2 separate regions of the Gossypium hirsutum genome follow, and region 1 is linked to region 2. The links are chromatin contacts, called in public Hi-C maps. All regions are on one chromosome and are shown on one strand. Each heading gives the region's core, a stretch centred on a gene start, on an enhancer-like site or on the middle of the called end of the contact. The rest is flanking DNA. Distances are from core to core; before and after follow the strand shown. Region 1 holds the start of LOC107918778. Region 2 holds the start of LOC107920059.

Region 1 (3,159 bases), core at 544-3,043, 170 kb before region 2:
CAGGCAAGTCTTGCTGCAGCCAAAAAGAGTGAAGGCAGTGCTATGGCAGAGGTTGGGGGGAGAGAAAATGGAGTGAGCAGTCTGGTAAAGGAATTTGAGCAGCAGAAACAAAGTTTTGAAGATGATATAAACAAAACGACCCAACCTGCTTCTAACATGAATTCTTACGAAGAACTACGGAAACTGAAGCGCAGGTTCAGGGCATGGAAGAAAGATTACAAGGTGAGATTAAAGGAAACTAAGGCCATAGTCCGAAAGCATAGACATCAAGATTCAGACAAAACACAAAAAAAATGGTGGCCAAATCGAGGGAAAGTGTTACAAAATTGCGGCAAATCACCATCATAGATGGTTTCCATTCTCAGGTACAGTTTATTTACATTTTTGGTAACAAATATAAACAGTTGTGTAGTCCATGGACATGGAGGCAGGGAGGGAGAGGTATATATTTGTATATCTACCAAATGTACATAGACAGGAATTTGTGGAGTTGAGACCCCTTTTATTTTTTTTCTTCAAATAGTTGGGTTTAGGGTTGTGTATATTCTTCTTCTATTGTAAGTGGGCAAAAGTACTATAGAGACTATTGTAGTAGCTAGATTGTATTTTGTCCATTTTATTCAGAAAATGGGTAAATTTGTGTCTGTACATTTTAGATCAAAAAGTAAATTAATCTTTTATATTAAAAATTTAATTAATCTTTTATATTAAAAATTTTATTTATTTGTACTGTTAAAAATTGGTGTGCTTGATGGAATAATTTGACAATGACACGTGACATGTCATATATATGCCATGTTAATGTATAAATATTAATTTTTAATAATAAAAATGGATAAAATTTTTAACAGGATTAATTTGCTCTCTAACTTAACGTGTAAGGATTAATTTGCCCTTTTTTTGAAAGGAGTAAAATATAATTTGATTTTTATTATAGAGGTTTTTATGATACTTTCATCGATGAAAGATATGAATTTGTAGTTTCTTGTGTACAGATGAAATGAAAAATGTTCATATTCTTTTCCATACTAATTTGGTTATATGAATTTTAATTTTATTGTGTGCAAATCTCATCTTTTTTGAGACAGATAGCATATTGTTTTAGGGTTTTGTGTAAAAATTCGACCTGAAAATTTTGAATATGTCAAAATTTAATTAACTTAAATTATGAATGTTTGGGTATATATAAAATATATATTGCTTTAGGTATATAATAAGTTTAGATACGAAAACCTAATGATATATAAAATTGAGTATATTAGGTAGAGCTTGAAATTTTTTAGAAGTCAGAATTAAATTATATATTTTTATAATAATAAAAATATAAATTTATCATTTTAATAGTTTATATATTTATACTTTTTAAAGGGTAAAATTAAATTTTTAACATTTTTAAAGTGGTGAAAGTATAATTTTACTATTATTAATTTAAAATTTTATATATTATATAAAAGATCTAAATTAAAAATTTACTATTTTAAGGAGCATGGCTCGGAGCCTCTACTTGAGTAGGTATATGTTTGAAACAAATATATTCAGTATTTTCGAATTTTTTTCAAGAATAACATTTTAATCTCAGTGATAAGACTTCAAAGAGAGTTTTAAATAGTCAAAGTTTTGTCATTCATGTGAAGAAAGGTGACCATCAGGTAACGGTAGTGAACTTCTCTCCAACATTTTTAAAATCTCTCAACGGTCGAATTATATTAGAGATGGCTAACGCGCTGTCCCATAACCAAAACAACATCATTAAATTATAAAACCTTAATGTCTCAAAATCAAATCCTCACCCTCCAATCTTTTCAAATCTCAATCCAACGGCCATAAATCAACCATAAATAAATTTCTTAAAATTCTCACATGGTGATTCGAGAAACGGCAGCGTTTCTGCACTCTCTGTCTCTCTCTTTGCATTCTTTTGCTATAACAGAGAAGAACCCAAAGAGCCAAATCCCCCAAAGAGAAATGGAAAATTTAGAGCCTTTAAATCACCTTTGTTTCATAACTATTTGATTCCAAATAAAAAACCCAGTTTTTTAAACGAAGGATTTTCGACATTAAAAGGAGATTCAAGAACAGAGGAAAAAAGAAAATGGCTTTGAAGAATCAGAAAGATCACTGGGCATTTCTGGTAATACATTAAAACCCTTCATTTTGATTCTTCTTGGGTTTTATTGGTTTTAATTAAAGCATTTGTTTTCTTTGTGATTGGAAACATTTTACATGTTGTTTTCTTGTTGCTATTTTACATTTACATTTTGTTTATTTAATTTGTTTATGTATATTATATTTATTTTAATTTCTAGGTTTTGTTTTTCTTGTGGTTTTAAGCTAGTTATATTCTTGGTTCATAATGGCTTTTTAGGTTTATTTGGATTGGTGAAATGAGATACCTTGATTAACGGAAAAGGGTTTGTTTGTTTGCTAAGAAAATGTAGGAAACAAGAAAAGAAAAGAAAATATCTTAAACAATGTTAGATTTTAATAAATTTTCCATATCAGAATATGCAAATGAAATTGTAAGTTTCCATGGACTGAAATGATATCCGGTTTTATGAATTATCGTCATGTTTTTCTCGGTAATGAATCTGTTTCTGATTCTCAACCACATTTCCTTTTGTCCACTCACTGGAATAATAAATTTTATTATTTTTTGATTGAAATATGTAGGAAGAAATTGAAGCACCAATGTGGGTGGATCTTATTTCAGAAACAAACCTCAGTAGCCAAGACATGTCAGTTTCACTCCAAATTATTATGACTTTTCTAAGTAATTTATTTGATAAATATACATGTTAATAACTTCATTAAAATTCTATTTATACAGTTTTTTTTTTTTTTTTTTGCAGTGATGACAAATGGTTTCGAACAAGTCATTTGTAAGCATCTTTCTATTACTCAATTACTGTTTTGTAGCTGAGCTATTAGAGTCAATGACATAAGGTTAGATTAAATAAAGTTAATGTGAGTTTTCAGGTTCCACCAATGCTCTTCTAGCCAGTTAAAATCGGCGTTTTTGTGTTCCGGTGAGGAAGGGGTAACCTTAGAGTTGGACTTGGTAGGAGCATATTCACCAACACTTCCACAGTCGGTTTTGAGATCAAGAGGAAAGGACTTCAGGAGCAAGAAATGGAAGGGGAACTGTTGTGATGTCTCATT
Region 2 (2,781 bases), core at 66-2,565:
TCCAATTATTTGAAGAATATATGCTCGAGCATATCGGATTCTTTCAATTTTGGTTGAATTTTCATTCAGATCGGGGAAGGTCGCACGTAACCAGCCCATCTCCACCTTACCTCCATCCATTTTATCCGGAACGGCGCCCAAAAGCTCGTAGCACACCGCCTCCCAATTGCTAGATTGGGCAGACCCGGTCACTGGGTGCCCGTCCACCGGCAATCCCAAATGTAGATGGACATCTTCTAAAATGATAGTGCACTCTCCACATGGAAGATGAAATGTGTGCGTCTCAGGTCTCCACCTCTCAATCAACGCACTGATCAGTTTCGGCTCCAACTTGCATCCCCGGCCTACTGTCGCCACGTGCCAAAATCCCGCTTCCCGGAGGTAGTTCTCTACTAACGGTGATGGAGGAGCATGCATATTCCGAATATTGCATTCCAATACGCGATCTTTATCCTTTTATAACAAAAATAAATTAATAAATATCTAAAAATACATAAATAAAAATATCTTAAATAAAATTTAAAATTTAAATTTAATACTTACCATGTTCATTTGCTCCACCGATATGTGATTCCTATCAAGACGAATCAATGATCCGGCCATTGTTGAAAATTTTAAAAATTTTAAAATTATTTAAAAAAAATAAAAAAATTTGTATAATTTTCTTAAAAAATGAAATTTAATGGAAAAATAAATTTAATATGAATTTGGAGATTTTTTGAAGGAAATTGAGAGGATTTTGGAAGGAATTTGAGAGTTTGAGAGAATTTTGGAAGGAAATTGAGAGAATTTTTAAAGGGAATTGAGAGAATTTTTGAAGAAATTGAGCGAATTTGTTTGTGAAAATAAAAGGGGTGGGGGGTTTATATAGTTTTAAAAAAAAGTTACCGTTGGGGGGGGGGGCCAACGGTCAATTTTTTGACCGTTGGGCACTGTTCACGCGCGGGGCAAATCGCGTCCACGTCGGCAGGTCGCGCTGACGTGGACGCGATCTCCTGTCATGTACCCCGACATCGCGCTGACGTGGCCGCGATTTCGCAGAAAATGACTCATTCCGGTAAATAATTAAAAAACAGGCCCATTTCCATAATTATTAAAAAAAATGGGCTTTTATTAGTAATTTGGCCGATGAAAACGGATTGGTTTCTGATTGGGCAAAATCGCGGTGGAATTAATTAGGTGTCTAGAGTCTTCTTATTTTTCTTCTGTTATTGATCTTTAGGTTTTTTTGCTGCTTTGGGCTTACTTCATTAGAATGGTGTGAGCCCAGGCATTTGCTTTTTAGGCCGGTGATTTATGTTTCTTTAATATGGGTCATGTTATACACTTTAAATTTATTTCAATAAAGCTCAATCTGAATTCTGTTTCAAAAAATATATATTTAAAAGAAAAAACCATTGCTTTGAAATTTGAATCTATTTTTAACATCTCCTATGAGAATAATCACAAACTTTTTAAAACACACACAAAATGTATTTTTTTTAAAATAAAATTTTAAAAATCAATAATTGAATAATATCCTTAGTTCCCTTGATTTCTACGAAAATTTTCTTTTATTTTTATTTTCATTGAATCACCAAAATGGGCGGAGGAGCTATGAGAGCGGCGGCGAAAGTTGCCGGAGCGGGAATTGTTAACACTGGCCTTCGTGGCGGTGTTCAGGTGGCTCCGTCGTCTGCGGAATACTCCGTCATGTGCGTCGCCGCTTCTCGTTCGGCTTCTTCCGGAATTTCTGTTTCTGGCGGTGGGGTGTCTTCCGTCGCTGACATGACGGCGTCGCCCAATCAGATGATGTCATGGGAGATGGTGGACGATTGGGAGTTTGCTGGTGGTGTTGAAGAGGAGGTGCCCACCGCCATTTCCGGCGGAGGAGAGCCGATGCCTCGGGTGTTGTTTGGAGTTGCTCCAACCCTGGAGGAGGCTAAGGAAGCCGCTAGTGATTTGAAAGATGCATTGGATAAGTAAGTTTAATTCCTTGAGAAAATTCTATTCTAATTTCCTTTCATTGGATTCATTCATTCATTGAAGGATCTATTTTTATTAAATTTTAACAAAATAAATGAATTAATCTGATATATTGATGATCACTGCTTTCCTTGAATTAAGATGTTAACTTTCATTAAAATTTTTGAAATTATGATATTGGAAACATCATCAAAAGTGTGAAAAGTTCGTACACAATTTTGGGTTACTGTTAGTTTATAAAAATTGATTCCATGAACCCCAAATTGAAAATCTTGAATCTTTTAAGTTATGAACTGGATTTTATCACTTTAAGGGTGACATGGATCATTGATGCCCTAATTAGATCATTGCTTTCGTTGGTTAAATATATTAAAAACTGGGTGCTTTTTATGATCACTTAAGAGAATGATTTCGTGGTTATTGGTTTTGTTTTCAGGGCTTATCTATCATCTCTGGATTCGACGGATGATACCCGGTCATCTTGCTCCTCATTGCTTTCAGAGGAGACTAAAGATTGCGTTGCATATGATGCTAAAGCCACTTTACTACCAAAGCCTGCAGTTCAGGCATTCAAATTACTCAATGAGAGTCCTGCAGTTCAGGTTGTGGTTAACTCTTTCATTTTTCATTATGTTTGCTTTGATACGTTAAAACCAGTAGATGAGTTTCCATCGGGTTTTTGTGACTTGAGCACTTTTTGACGTGTCTTCATGATCATATCTTGTCTTCGAGTTGGTTTTCGAGACTTTTGAATATGAAACTTGGATAGAGATTACATGATGCTTATAGTAGTTGGTTGTCAATTTTCCAGAACCT

What was found. A called contact is a pair of places that touch in the nucleus more often than the background predicts.
Region 1: a Hi-C map of leaf shows a contact between it and region 2, with 3 times the contacts expected there. The contact joins the promoter of LOC107918778 here to the promoter of LOC107920059 in region 2. A contact is called at or near these places in 12 of 34 Hi-C or Micro-C datasets (callus, fibers, hypocotyl and 2 more).

The regions. Positions count from the first base shown.
Region 1 is chrD13:51,386,134-51,389,292 of Gossypium_hirsutum_v2.1, reverse strand. It overlaps LOC107918778, which reads left to right and starts at 1,793. Exons shown (of 6, transcript XM_016848359.2): 1 at 1,793-2,131; 2 at 2,671-2,735; 3 at 2,850-2,879; 4 at 2,977-3,159. The coding sequence starts at 2,093. LOC107920814 (myosin-2) reads left to right here. Exons shown (of 24, transcript XM_016850672.2): 24 at 4-694. The coding sequence ends at 348.
Region 2 is chrD13:51,218,357-51,221,137 of Gossypium_hirsutum_v2.1, reverse strand. It overlaps LOC107920059, which reads left to right and starts at 1,315. Exons shown (of 4, transcript XM_016849565.2): 1 at 1,315-1,961; 2 at 2,402-2,567. The coding sequence starts at 1,582.